Linked DNA regions of Gossypium hirsutum: regions 2 and 3 are each linked to region 1. A link is a contact called in public Hi-C data. All regions are on one chromosome and are shown on one strand. Each heading gives the region's core, a stretch centred on a gene start, on an enhancer-like site or on the middle of the called end of the contact. The rest is flanking DNA. Distances are from core to core; before and after follow the strand shown. Region 1 holds the start of LOC107888960 (serine/threonine-protein kinase EDR1). Region 2 holds the start of LOC107888953 (bromodomain and WD repeat-containing protein 1). Region 3 holds the start of LOC107888950 (dihydrolipoyl dehydrogenase 2, chloroplastic).

Evidence for each region. Hi-C and Micro-C count contacts between places; a contact is called where the count stands out from the background.
Region 2: a Hi-C map of leaf shows a contact between it and region 1, with 2.2 times the contacts expected there. The contact joins the promoter of LOC107888953 here to the promoter of LOC107888960 in region 1. A contact is called at or near these places in 11 of 34 Hi-C or Micro-C datasets (callus, hypocotyl, leaf and 2 more).
Region 3: a contact with region 1 is called in a Hi-C map of leaf, with 2.0 times the contacts expected there. The contact joins the promoter of LOC107888950 here to the promoter of LOC107888960 in region 1. A contact is called at or near these places in 2 of 34 Hi-C or Micro-C datasets (leaf and seedling).

Annotation. Positions count from the first base shown.
Region 1 is chrA09:57,395,619-57,400,290 of Gossypium_hirsutum_v2.1, forward strand. LOC107888960 (serine/threonine-protein kinase EDR1) reads left to right here and starts at 2,548. Exons shown (of 13, transcript XM_016813237.2): 1 at 2,548-3,197; 2 at 3,300-3,705; 3 at 3,800-4,451. The coding sequence starts at 2,770.
Region 2 is chrA09:57,116,681-57,121,332 of Gossypium_hirsutum_v2.1, forward strand. LOC107888953 (bromodomain and WD repeat-containing protein 1) reads right to left here and starts at 2,775. Exons shown (of 25, transcript XM_041077734.1): 1 at 2,440-2,775; 2 at 2,111-2,230; 3 at 1,431-1,779; 4 at 1,061-1,215; 5 at 596-835; 6 at 69-178. The coding sequence starts at 1,774.
Region 3 is chrA09:57,030,287-57,035,054 of Gossypium_hirsutum_v2.1, forward strand. It overlaps LOC107888950 (dihydrolipoyl dehydrogenase 2, chloroplastic), which reads right to left and starts at 2,568. Exons shown (of 15, transcript XM_016813224.2): 1 at 2,069-2,568; 2 at 1,157-1,303; 3 at 603-737; 4 at 397-514. The coding sequence starts at 2,365.

The sequences.
Region 1 (4,672 bases), core at 1,298-3,797:
AAGGACTTTATGAAGGTATACAAAACCATGTTTGACAAATGTGAACGGGTTTATAAAATTAACATCAAGGCTACTATTGAGAATTATATGCTTAAATAGAAAAATCAAAGAGTGTTGAAAAACATTGAAGAGAACACTTTTTCGACTGAGAAAGACATATTATGTCATTGACATTAAGATCCAAAGGGATAGATCTCACCAAATGTTAGGGTTATCATAAGAAACTTATATTAATATAATTCTTGAGAGGTTTTAGATGAAAGATTATTCACCGAGTGTTGCACCCGTTGTTAAGGGTGATAAGTTCAATTTAAACCAATGTTTGAAACTCGAAATTAGGAAGGAATAAATGAAAAAAAATCTCATTTTAGCCGTTGGAAGCTTAATATATGCTCAAGTCCATACCAAACCTAACATTGCATTTGTAATGGGAATGTTGAGAAAATATGAAAGCAATCCTAGGATAGACCATTAGAGAGTTGCAAAGAACATGATGAGATATCTTCAAGGAACTAAAATTCACATGCTTACTTATAGGTAATCTAAAATTTTAAAAGTTGTCAGATATTCAGATTCAGATTTTGTTTGTTGTGCTGATTATTGGAAATCAACATCTACATATTTTTTAAGTTGGCCAGTGGAGTCATATCTTGGAGAATTGTTGAATAGACACTAGCAGTAACCTCTACTATAGAGGCTAAGCTTGTTTCATGTTTTGAAGCTACCTTGCAGGATATTTGGTTAGGAAGTTTTATTGCGAGTTTTGGAGTGTTCAACATATCTCTAGACCCATATGGATATATTAGGACAATATGGCAGGGATGTGTTAAAGTAAACACATTAACGTTAAATACTTAGTAATTAGGGAACACATTAAATCATGAAATTGCTCATAAAACACATAAGTACAAAGTTAAATATAGTTGATCGCTTGACAAAAGGAATACCACTAAAGTTGTTCAACGGACATGTGGTTGAAATATAGTTCAATTTAAAAAATTATATAAATTGAGAATTCATTTAAAATTATTATTTTTGAAATTATAAAAAAAATATAAAATTATTTAAAAAATACATGTAGAATGAACTTCCATAAAAAAACTCAAACCTCCATTTATTCAGATTATTCTAGACATCTACTTTTAAGGTTATTTATTTATTTATTTAAAAAAGATAGTTTTTAAGAATTATTATAGCTTTTTAAATAAATTTTAATATTTTTATTATATATAATTGAATTGTTTATAAAATGTAAATGATGACTTAACGCTTTTAAGAGAATACGGAGACTTCAAAAACTAATGTGAAGCAAAAACCAAATTAGGAGAAATTATTGAATTGAAAATTAAATATTTTTTTTATCCCTTTTATTATACTTTGAAAGGGAAACTTGTAGCTTGGACCAAATAATGAAAGAAAATTACTTGCCATAAAAAGCCACAAAACTAGAACATTTGATTGTTGGTTAAACGGAAAAAAAGAAGAAGAAGATGGTTTTAATTTTTTTTAAGTAATAAATAAAGTCGGTCCAATTAATACCTCTCAAACCCTACCCTTAGCGAAAAAGTGAAACCCGGAACATCATATCGAAGGAGGAACCTTGAAGTTAGCGTTTGTGATGACGCGCTACATTCATTGGACATTCACCTGAAATTCTATCACTTAATTGGATGATTTCAATCACGTGAATTTTAGCTCGTGGGGATGCTACCCTACTCCTTAGTCTATTTTTTTTTCTCTGATAAGACACTCCTTAGTGTATTTAAAGCATCTGGTATTCACGATGAGATAAAGGGTCTAATTTCAAGACACCTCCGGGTATTATAGACCTGATTTTAATTTGGTCCTGATTTTTGAAGTATCATCTGAGGGCGAGTTGAAATCGGTTTAATCAATCATTCGGTTAAGTTGGTGTCTATTAAGGTTTTACTGATTAAATCGTTTATAATCTTGGTTTAAGCTTAACTTGGTTAGTCAATTCGATTAAAATCGAATGTTGTTGGATAAGTTTGAAAAATCAACCTAATCAGCTAAAAATCCAAAAACTAAATGTATCATATCGATTAAGTCAGATCACTAGTCTAACCATTAAATTGAATGTTAAATATCAACTTGTATCTAACATGAAGATCATTTATACATGTAAATATTTTTTTCGCTTTTGTTTTCATATTTTTTTATCTTTTAGTGTTGTTCATGTTTATTTTACAATTTAAGTTCGGGATTCAAAGCTATCATTTTTAACAATATCGTCTCAAAGCTCAACATAAAAAAAGTATATATGTATTTTTAAAATATACTATACATATTTAAATTGACTTTCATGTTAGATTAGAACTTTACATTTTATGATTAAAAACCTAATTGATGAAACACCTAATTGATACAATATTAATAATTGGATCCAATTGAAGTATTTTAAAATTTAGAAACCTATTTAAAATTTAGAATATAATGCGAGAACACCATAAGGAATTAACCCGAAAAAGGAAAAAAAAAACAAAAAACCAGAAAGAAACTGTCCCAAAACAAAGAAAAAGGCAAGAAAAAAAGAAAAGATAAATAGAAAAAAGGAAAAGAGAAATAGTTGAAGTCTTTGAGTCTTAGACCTCTCTTAAAAGAGAAAGAGGACTGTTTATTTCTACAGAAAGTGAGATTTTTGTATCTTATCAAAGCTTTGAACTTTGAAGCCCCTTCCTATGGTTTGACTTTTTGATTTGGTGAAGTGTACCAAAAAAAAAAAAAAAAAGAAAGAAAAAAGTAGCAAAAATGGAAACACCTACAGCGGATGAGCTTTTGAGGAAGATCCAAGAACTGGAGGCAGGACATGAGCATCTCCAGCAAGAAATGTCTAGATTAAAACAATCCGGCGCCGGTCAGTCAAAGCCCGACCACATTCGTCAAAGATCCCACTCTACTTCCCCTCAACGCCGCCGCTGCCCGGGGAATTCGGCTGCGGCGGCGGCTACGTCGGCTGCTGCTTTGAAGAAAAGTTCTTGCTCGTTTCGGCATTCGTCGCCGTTGCAAAGAGAGAGCAGAAGGTGTGATACCGGAAATGGCGGCGGCGGAGGTGATGGAGAAGGCCGGAATACTGGTCCGGCTGCCGTTAATTTCACCAACAGTCAGTATTTAAATATTTTGCAGTCTATGGGACAATCTGTTCATATATTTGACCTTAATGGCCGTATAATTTATTGGTAAGAGGGTTACTTTCATGCCTTTAATGTTCTAGTCAGTGATTAACCTTTGTTATTAGTAAATGTAAGTAGCATTCTTATTGAATTGGGCATTTTTTGCAGGAACCGAACTGCGGAAAACCTTTATGGTTATTCAGCGGCGGAGGCTTTAGGGCAAGATGCCGTTGAACTTCTTGTCGATCCCAGGGACTTTGCGGTGGCGAATAATATAGTTCATCGTGTTATGATGGGTGAGAGTTGGACTGGGCAATTTCCTGTTAAGAATAAAATGGGGGAGAGGTTCTCAGCTCTTGTAACTGATACTCCTTTTTATGATGATGATGGTTCTTTGGTTGGAATTATTTGTGTATCCAGTGATTCTCGGCCTTTTCAAGTTGCATTTTCGGCTGAAAAGCAACCTGAAGGAAATTCGACCTTCAGCCGGTCCAAAAATGCTGTTTCAGCTAAACTCGGTCTTGATCCTCAGCAACCTTTGCAAGCTGCAATTGCGTTGAAGATAACGAATTTGGTATTGGTTCCTTAATTTTCATGTAGTTTCTGGTTGGTTTTTTATTGTTATTGTAGTTTGTCTTGGGTTGATTGTGAAAGAGTTACTAATGCAGGCGTCCAAGGTGAGCAACAAAGTGAAGTCCAGAATTAGGACCGGAGAGAATTGCATTGATCCGGAAGGGGGAAGTGGAGATAGTCATCATTCTGATCATGTTTTGTCCGATGCTGTACATTTCGATCATAAAGAAGATGCAACTTCGAGTGCAGCCAGTACACCGAGGGGAGATGTACACCCATCTGCCTTTGGTGTATTTTCTCCTTTTGAGGAGAAGCCTGCAGTTAAAACCTCGAGAGATTCTGGTGATGAGAGTGAAGGAAAGCCTGCAATCCAAAAGATTATGACATTAATGAATAGGAAAGGGTTATCATGGCCTTGGAAAAGGAATGATCAAGAAGGATTGGAGGCAAGGACTGCACGTTTTGTTTGGCCTTGGTTGGGCAATGATCAAGAGAATGAAACGTTTGAACCCAAGTGCTCATATTCTAGTGCAAAAACTGAAGGCCATGTTAATGAAGGTAATAGACCTGTTAATAACGAGGCATCGGGTTCCTGGTCATCATCTATTAATGTTAACAGCACAAGCAGTGCCAGCAGCTGTGGAAGCACCAGCAGTAGTGCTGTTAATAAAGTTGACATGGATTCTGATTGTTTAGATTACGAGATCTTGTGGGAAGACTTGACGATTGGAGAGCAAATAGGGCAAGGTAAATTCTTTTGCTGAACTGCAACTGGGAGATGTGATGGAATTATGAACTTGTTAATAACTAGATCCTCTACTTTATGCATTGAACTTTACACCGATCCTATCATCTTCATTGTTGATATGGCTAATATCAAAGCACATGAACCGAAACCCAAATGTCCATTAGACAATTATGCGAGTGGCTGAGAAATTGATAATTGACTCAAAGCTTGCAGTCCATGT
Region 2 (4,652 bases), core at 1,525-4,024, 280 kb before region 1:
AACCACAGATAGGAAAATAAATAAAAACTAAAATTTGCAAGAAGTGCATTATAGCTCATAAAACTCACTTCATGTCCACGGCAGCTAGCTAAGCAATATGCAGTCTCCATAGACCAGATTTTCACAAGACGGTCATCAGAACCAGTAATGACATACCTCCCAGATCGATCAAATATTGCTGCAATTTGCATACAGTAAAAAGAAAACAAACTCAAGTTCATGATGCCAAGAAAAATCTTGTCAAGTTGGAGCTTTTGAGTGAAAGTGGTAACTGCTCAAAACGTTCAAATACAGAAAGAAAAGCAGGAGAGACCACAGAAAAGCTAGAACCCATAAAAAAGCGTAGGAAAGGAATCTTTAATGAGCTCACAAGTATATCAACATAATACCTTCTCTGCAAGTGTGCCTATATATATATATATATTTTTTTTTGGGGGGGGGGGGGGGGAGGGGATGGGTTAACAAGCATGCATGCTTAATTTATGACAAACAAATAGCCTAATTAACACCAAATCTGAAGCACATGGTATGAAGGTTACTCAGCAATAAAGAATTATGCATGGCTCAAACTGCAAATATGAAGACAAAGATATACCACAATAGACAGCATTCCGGTGCCCTCGCAACCTCTTGATATTTTGCATCTTCTGCACCATAGTTGATGGTTTTGCAATGGCATAACATGCTGCACGAATAGATGGGGACCGATGATGTCTTGTGAAACCACCCCCAATTTCCCTTAAACCCAGCCCACGAACCTGATCTGCATGCATATGAGGCCAACGCATATGAACAGGAGGACGTTTGGCTTCACTTTTTCCTTTGTTGTCATCATCTGAGAGAAGATGAAAATCAAATTTAAGAATAACTTAAAATTTGAGGCAGAATAAAATTCCTGAAAAGAAAATTGGAAGAATGGGCAAGAGAAGTTCTTTTATAATCCATTGAAGTAGTATCTCAAAAACCAAAAAATAATGAGGACTTGATATTTTTGTTCTAATAAAGTTCCAAGTTTAAAGCGCAAAGGAATATGTTTCATGGCTGAAAAAAAGCCACCTACAGCTCAAAAGAGAAAAGGGCCCCGTTCCTAAAAGAGTGGGGACATCAGCAGCATTTGGAGTGTGTCTTGCACTTTTGTCTTTGGATTGGGAGGGTGCAGTTAATAACAACTGCTTCAAAAGCTTTATCAAGTGATCTTTTTCAATGTGAGGATTCCTACAAAAGCATAAATGGCACAAGAAACAAGTCAAACTTTTTCATAAAATGCTGCATGAAACTCATAAAGTGTCTGTTGCTACTTAGTTATAAAATAAGTTGCCTTTGTCATTTGAAACACCATACACATAGCCTGCTATTCAATAGACATCTTATGTGCTATTCAATAGACATCTTATGATCACGTTAAACAAAACTAAAAGCTAATATCATACCTCTCCACCAACTGAGCATAACTTAAAGGGAATGACAAGCCATCATCATTTTCATGACCACTATCTTCCCCTTTCCTTGAATACCAAGCATGATACCTTCTAGGTAGAAGTTGATTTTCAAGCAATTCATTCCAAAACTGTCCACATGTTCTTTTACAAGGACCAGTTGAAAGGAAATGCATAATCAAAAAGTAAACTTCCCTGAGATCAACATCTACGTTATGCTTCTTAGAATCATCTGTCTCTCCATCTGCAAGTTGAGCTCGCACCTTAGTGGAAAAACTCAATGGCTTCATCCTAACAGAAGGAGAATCACTGGAGGGAACATATTTCTGGAGAGCCATATAACCTGCACATTAGAATAATAAAATCAACAGAATAACATGCGATAAGTTCGATCTTATTCACACATGGAAACAATACATCAAAAACAAAACTGCAATGACATTTATAACCAAACCATCCTTTCAGTCCAACGCAAAACTACTGTAAAAAATCTAGAAGAGGGAAAACCTAAGATCTCAGCACAAACACGAAAACCCTCCAAACCCCAAGTTGAACATATACAAAATATAACAGCAAAGTGACTTTCAGCTTCTCTCAATAGATACCTCAATTTAGGAATTCACTTCAAATTCGTTCAATATCAAAGCATAAACATTTAAAATTCGCAAAAATACCTTCAGAGCGTACCAGGTGGATTAACCGGATGGGCAGTCACCGGAAACACGAAAATCTCTACCGCGCATTTGGAAATCCACAATGCAAAGGCCCGCAACAACAAGAACAGATCAAAAACCCTAAATTCAAAAGATTTCCACTGCTAACAATCAATAACAATAAATTCTTAACTAAAAAAGAAAACCAAAAAAAACTACCAAATTCGACATTCAGTGCGATGCACGCACAAAGAACTTGCAGCCAAAATAACTAAAATAAATTGAATTTTGAAAAAAAATAACAAGGAAAAAATATAGAAAAACAAGAAGTGGTATATAAGAAAGATTACCTTCAATGCATAAGATTCTTTTCAGGAGCAAAACGACGCGTTTTGGAGGTTTCAGTGTTATCTTCTTCAACTTAAAAGGAAGGATTTAAAGTGGGAATGGGGATCGAGTGAAGAAAAAATAATAGCTAAAATTTTAATTTCAATAACAATGGAGAAAATTTCGAAAGGAAGATAGCGAGTGAGGGACACGCGCGAAATGACGAATATTTATTTTGAAAATTCTAGGAAGGTAGCTTCTGTGTGTTTGTGTTTTTCTGTTTGGGGGTTTAAGAGAGAGAAAAAATAAACGAAGGGATTTCTCGAGATAAAAGGAGGAAGAGAAAACAAAGAAGATGAGAGAACCGAGGATTCAACGCAGCGTTTTTATATCTTTTACGATGCTCACTTACGCGCGTGAAAGGTAGCGCGTGTTTTGACGATATCTCTGAGAAAGCGGCGCCGTTTTATGGGCTCCGCTGGGCTGGGTTTTTGGTTTTTCTGGCTATTTGAGGTGCGCTTGTTTGTACTTAAAAGATGACAAGCCCACAAATCAGTGGGACCCTATTGGCTTTGGTTTTTGTCTTAATTGCAGCTCCTGTTACCTGTAGAATTTTGGGAAAATTAGCCATATGTACCACTTTTAAAACGAAGCTAGCAAATTAGGCTGATTTTTTTCTAATTTAGGGAAATAGATTGATTTTGAAGAAAATAGCTGAAAATGCCTATTGTTGGAAATATTGGCGTTTTCAGTTTCTCTTTCTTGCCACATTAGCATAATTATTTTTATTTTTTTAATTTAATTTTTTTATTAATTTTTAAAGGGATAAATATTAAAATTATAAATGAACTTTAATTCAATGTATAATATCATACATGAACTTTGATTTTGTACTATTATTTACATGAAATTTTGATTTGATTCAGTTTTCACAAATCACTAACACCGTTATTGAATTAGCATCATTTTACGTTGATATATTGTACATACAAATAATAAATGAATCTAGTATGAAAATAAATGTACCTATTTATTTTTTTAAATGTGTACAATTGAATCAAAATTAAAATTTTATATATACATACAAACTCTAATTTAAGTTTAATAGATATAATTGTACCAAATTAAAATTTATGATCAAATTACACATTGATACGAAGTTGATGAATATTTATCCCAACAAATCATTTGAATATATCAAATTCAAGGTTGATATAATTTTTATTTAGAAAATTTAAACTGCAAACTTCTAGCATAAAAATTTACTAAAGTTATTAGGATTTGAATTCTAAATTAGATGTTATTTTTTAATTATTAACTTTTATGATATAATATATATTATTTTTTATTATTATAAGAAAAGGAGACATTCTTTTTTTCTTAAACTAAAATAAATCCAACATATTTAAGTTGATTTCGGAAAAAACGATTAAGCTTATAAATTTTAATTCAAATTAATTCAATTATTTACAATATTCAAAAATGAAAAATATAAAAGACAACATGTTCGATTGAAAATTTTAAAAATGATTTTTGAAAAATAAAATATGTAAAATTGAGAAAATAAAAAATTTATTTTCATTATTTTCACTAAAAATAATTTATAAAACAAAAAATAAAAACAAATGATTGAATTAAGATCATATAAGCAAGTAAATATATTTTTTTCAACAAATTTTTAAATATTAAATATGATGCTTTAGTTGGAATCCAAAGGTTAAAAATTTTAAATTAAAAAAAAAAGGTCAAAAACGGTTATATTGATGTGGCACGGGGGAGAAGTTGAAAATCTTGAACTAACATGGGATGAAAACGCCTCTTGTAAGAGGTTAAGTTTCTGATAATGCTCTAGAATAACGTATTTTTATGTATTAATCATGTGTTTATTCTGAGCTTGATCCTACTAATTTAAGCTATTTATGTCTTTTTATCTTTTAGGAACTGATTTGGAGGCAAAAGCAAAATTAAGGGACAAAAGTGCGAATTTGGAGACACATTGGGCTGATATGCGACACAAGGACTAAAAACGCAAAAAGACGAGATTTTATTTTATAAGACTCCATTTTATTTATATTAGGATAATTAAATATTAAGATAATTATTATGATTATTCAAATTTAGGATTTTATTTCAATTATCTTTATTTATCTTTAATTAAATGTATTTATCTTTTTAGAATTTAAGTTCAATTAGACTATCTTCCTAGCACTATAAATAAGGGGTGAAGTGACTCTAT
Region 3 (4,768 bases), core at 1,318-3,817, 370 kb before region 1:
ATATAAATTATTTGTTAATAAAATTTAACCCTGTGATCAGTTCCCATAAAATCTACGGAAGACTAGGATTAGAGTTCCAGTTTTCAGGCCATATCGTCTATATGTAGCAGATGCAGAATTCCCATTGATTCGGCAGCACTTGAATAACTAGGAAATTGTTATCCAAACTTTTGTTCCCACATTTCACTCGGTTGAACTGATGCATGTGTTCTTGTTACATAACATATGACCACTCAAAAATCTCATGCATGTTGTCCCAGATAGTGATTAAAACGTAAAAGAGGACGAAGATAGACAATATCTGATGTATCATGGGTAGTGTAGTAATGGCATTAAATGCCTATGCTGCCTTAGAATTTTAATGGAAAACCAAGATCTCAAAGACAAAAACTATACCATCAACTTCAATGCCCTTGGGAACAAAAGGGACGGAACCAGTAGCAATGATGATATCTTTCGCAGTTACTACGTTGTCAGTGAAACCAACCTTCCCATATTTCACTTTTTGGGGACCCTAAATACACATACAGAAAATTAAGGATACTTGAGATGATAAAACCTATAGAATATGGATTTTATTACATAAAGTATGTTAGGCTTACCACAATAGTACCAAAACCAGTTAAAATGTCTACCCCAAGCGCCTTCATTGAGTTAGTCAAATTGCTTCGAATTTCTGAAGCAAGATTATTTGCATGGCCAGCAACTCCCTGTCTGTCGTATCCAGCAGCAGAAACCTACCATATGTAACATGAAGAACAGCACAGAAGGAAATAATCAGAGGATGACAGATGCTGAACTCAGCTCATAAACTGAAGCTCAAATTAAAATTAGGAGAGTATCAACATTTTTTTTCAGTTAGGAGCATAAATGCATGTCAGTTTAAATGCAAATACTGATATATTTTGAAACAATGACATGCTATCTTGCTCCAACCCTTCAATTTTCTTGAAGCACTCATTTCTGACACGAGCTCAACACAACAATATGGGGAAATCACCTCCAATGATCCTCCAAATACATGAAAAAATTTAGAAAAAATCTGACCATATCCTTGTTGGGCACATACCGTTGTCCAATACTCACTAACATAGAAGTCGTGTGCCTCAGCTTAAGTCTCAAACAAGCAATCATAACAATTCAATCTTATTATTACCTGTAAGCCCAAAGCTTTCATGTGATGCTCACTTTGAAGTTCACGCATCCTACCACTAACAGCCAAGAGAGCTTTCGAAGGAACACAACCTCGGTTAACACACGTTCCTCCCACTACATCGCCTTCAATAATAGCAGTTTTCAAACCCTGCAATTACCAGAGCATGACAAGAAAAATTAAAGCAGGAATCAAATTATAAGTATTAATTGCATGAAAAATAGGAAAAACAGCAATCAACTATCAATGCACCATTGATCTTCACTTATAGCAGGAAAAACAAATATAAACAACTGAAAAATTACAGAGGTTTGTCTATAAATAATTACATTTCCAAAGAAGTTCTGCTAAACAACCAGGTAAAAGGCCACTGAGAGAAAGGAAGTAAGTTTCAGGCTTTCAGCTAAAAGATAAAGCGATATAGCGTCAAACTGAGTGAAAAAAACATAATGAAATTAAGTTTCAGCTAGAAGATAGAGCTGAATAGCATCAAAACCAAGTGAAAAACATAAAAATTTTCAGTTTCAGATAAAACATAAACTAAATAGCGTAAAAAATGAGTGAAAAAAAACATAATGATTTTCAGTTTCAGCTAAAAGGTAAAGCTTAATAGCGTCAAAATTGAGTGAAAAAACAAAACGGTTTTCAGTTTCAGCTAAAAAGATAAAGCTAAATAGAGTCAAATTTTAGTTAAAAGTACATTAAGATTTACAGTTTCAGATTTTCAGCTCAAAGATAAAGCTAAATAGCGTCAAAATTTTGTGGAAAAAAATAAAGATTTTCAGTACAGATAAAAGATAAAGAAAATAGCATCAAAATTGAGTGAAAAAGACGTAAAGATTTTCAGTTTCAGTTAAAAGATAAAGATAAATAACGTCAAAATTGAGTGGAAAAAAATAATAAAATAAAAATGACCTTCTCGACAGCATGCAATGCAGCTCCATGGCCACCGACGCCGGCGCCGATGATAATCAAATCATAATCAAACGATTTTGGAGGAGTTCCATTGTTTCCAGTTGAAGCAGAGATTCTCTTGGAACGTCCACGAGTCGAGAGTCGAACTCGACCAGAACTCGACCGAGTCAAAATAGAAATCCCGAAAGCTTCCCTTCTGAGCCCACAGAAGCGGAGATTGATGGGAGATTGAGAATGGAAGGCGTAATTAGTTGTAGGAACAGTGGTAGCTCGAGAGAAAGATAAAGTGGAATGCATGCTTTATTGCTTTTTTCTTGTCTTCTGTTTGGCAAGCAAGAAAATGGGAGAGACAGTGTGAATGAGAGATATAGGAAGAGAGGGAAAGGGAAAGGGAAAGGGCGTGGTTTTGCTTTGACAAGTACGTCTGTTGGAGTGAGAGGGATAGGGATAGCATAGTTACCCAAGCCTATTGTTTATTGATCCTACATTACTCCAATTTAACTACAAAAAATGATTTATAACTTATGCTGATAAAGTTTTGGGTAAACGATGTTGTGGAAGTTTTTTTTCTTAGCTTTGAGACTTGAAGGAATTTTTTAATAGTTGAGTTTAATGATTAAATTATAAAAAAAATTTAGTTAAGGGATGAAAATGAATAAAGATATTATAAATAAGACAATATGAAACATGTTTTTCATAGCATAACTTAGCTTATAATAATCAAATCACAAAATATCCTAACAAAAGAATTTTCAAAATTTAAATTTTTTTTACTAATTCATGTACTATTACGCTCCTTCAAGTTTTAAACAAATGTTCTATTTTATAATTCTACTCAAAAAATAATTTTTTAAGTGAAACGCGTCAAGGTGGTCCGTTAGAAGATGTCTGCCCAAAGTTTATCCACCAAATGATTATTCGCTGCACGTTCTTATTACATTATTATTATTCACCCAAACAATCTACATTTATAAGTCCGCCAATTGCCCAAAATGAGTTAACCTATTTAACATATGCAGGTATTTCCATTTCAAGCGTACTAATTGTCTACGCCAACATTGAACAAGCATCACGAAAGAGTACATATGTATACACAAAACATTTAATACATCATCATTCAGTTCATTTTCAATTTTACTGAGTAGACCGTATATACATGTCACTAGACCCAGCGTAGAGTTAAAATAATTCTATCAAAACAGAGCTGGATAGTGTGAGTTGTGGATCAATCCACCTGTCAAGTTCTGCCAAAATCTCTACAAGAAGAGAAAAATTAAAAGGGCTAAGCACTAAATATGCTTAGTAAGTTCGTAAGTTTAAAACATTAAACTCACCTTGCAAAACATTTGTCCATATATGTATAACCTGACTACATTCTCTATCTTGCCAACACATTCCACATATACAAGGTGAAAATATCGTATTCCAATATATAATGTATCCCAACCATTTCATTACTCATTTATACCTTATTTCAATTCATATAAATCATACCATCAAAATTTCTATTCTAGAAACATTCAGCTTGATGAATCAATATAAACAGAAAGGAATATGCGAGTAACTATTCAATAATACGTCAATTTGCTCATAAGAGCTTTCCAACCGATAACATGTCAGATGCACATAGTGCAAAGCCCATAGACTAAATAATCTCTCTCAATAACACGCCGAATTGCTTATAAGAGCTTTCCAACTGATAGCATGCCATACGCACATAGTGCAAAGCCCATAGGTTGAATATTCTCCCCCAATAACACTTCAGATTGCTCATAAGAGCTTTCCAACCAATAACACGCTAGATGCACATAGTGCAAAGCTTGTAGGTTGAATATTCTCCCCCGATAACACGCCAGAATCTCTGAAAAGATTAAATTGGAAATCCGCAACAAATACAAGATTCCAAAAAGCTTCAATAAACTTTCTTCATCTTTTTCACATCTCCCTTTATCTCGTACAACACACAAATACCCCTATTGGCATGCCAATTGTATCATTTGTTCATTTGGGCAACACACATATAACCAAACTTTCCTTTTACCATTTAAAACTTTTTCTCTTTTTTATCATACCAGTTTACTGAAATTTTCTTTATAAATTCCCATTCAAATATTTCATAATTAAACATAGCAACACCATATGAATTTACCTAGTACAGTAGTAAAAATTAAACACCAATGATCAATCTGTAATCTTTCATTTTCCTCTGTTATCTAATAGTTGATTTGATTCTTGATCTATACATTAATACATTTGATTCATTAATGACAACACTTATATATTTTTTCAGCTTTTAATCAATTCTTTCAGCCCTATCTGCCCTCCCTCTTCCTCTCTTTTTCTTCTCTTCAATTTTTCTCTTCTTTTCCTTTGTGTGTCGTCGCCCAAATCACCAAGCTTCATCACCTATTTTTTCTTCCTTTTGCAACAGGTTTTTGCACAATCCCCCTCCTCCCATTTGCTAACATTTTTATATATTTTTCTGGCCTTAAATATGCAACTATTAGCACCTAAAATCGGTCTCCATTTTTGTCCAAAGGACACCATTGTCGTCACTTCTTTCTAGCTAGAGTAAGTGTCATTTTTCTTTTGTTTTCTTGACGGATTTTTCGATAAAATATTCATATTTCCATATATGAAATTTTAAATATTTTTAAGGATTTAAACGATGAATTTCCAGCTTTTAAAACCCAATCTTAT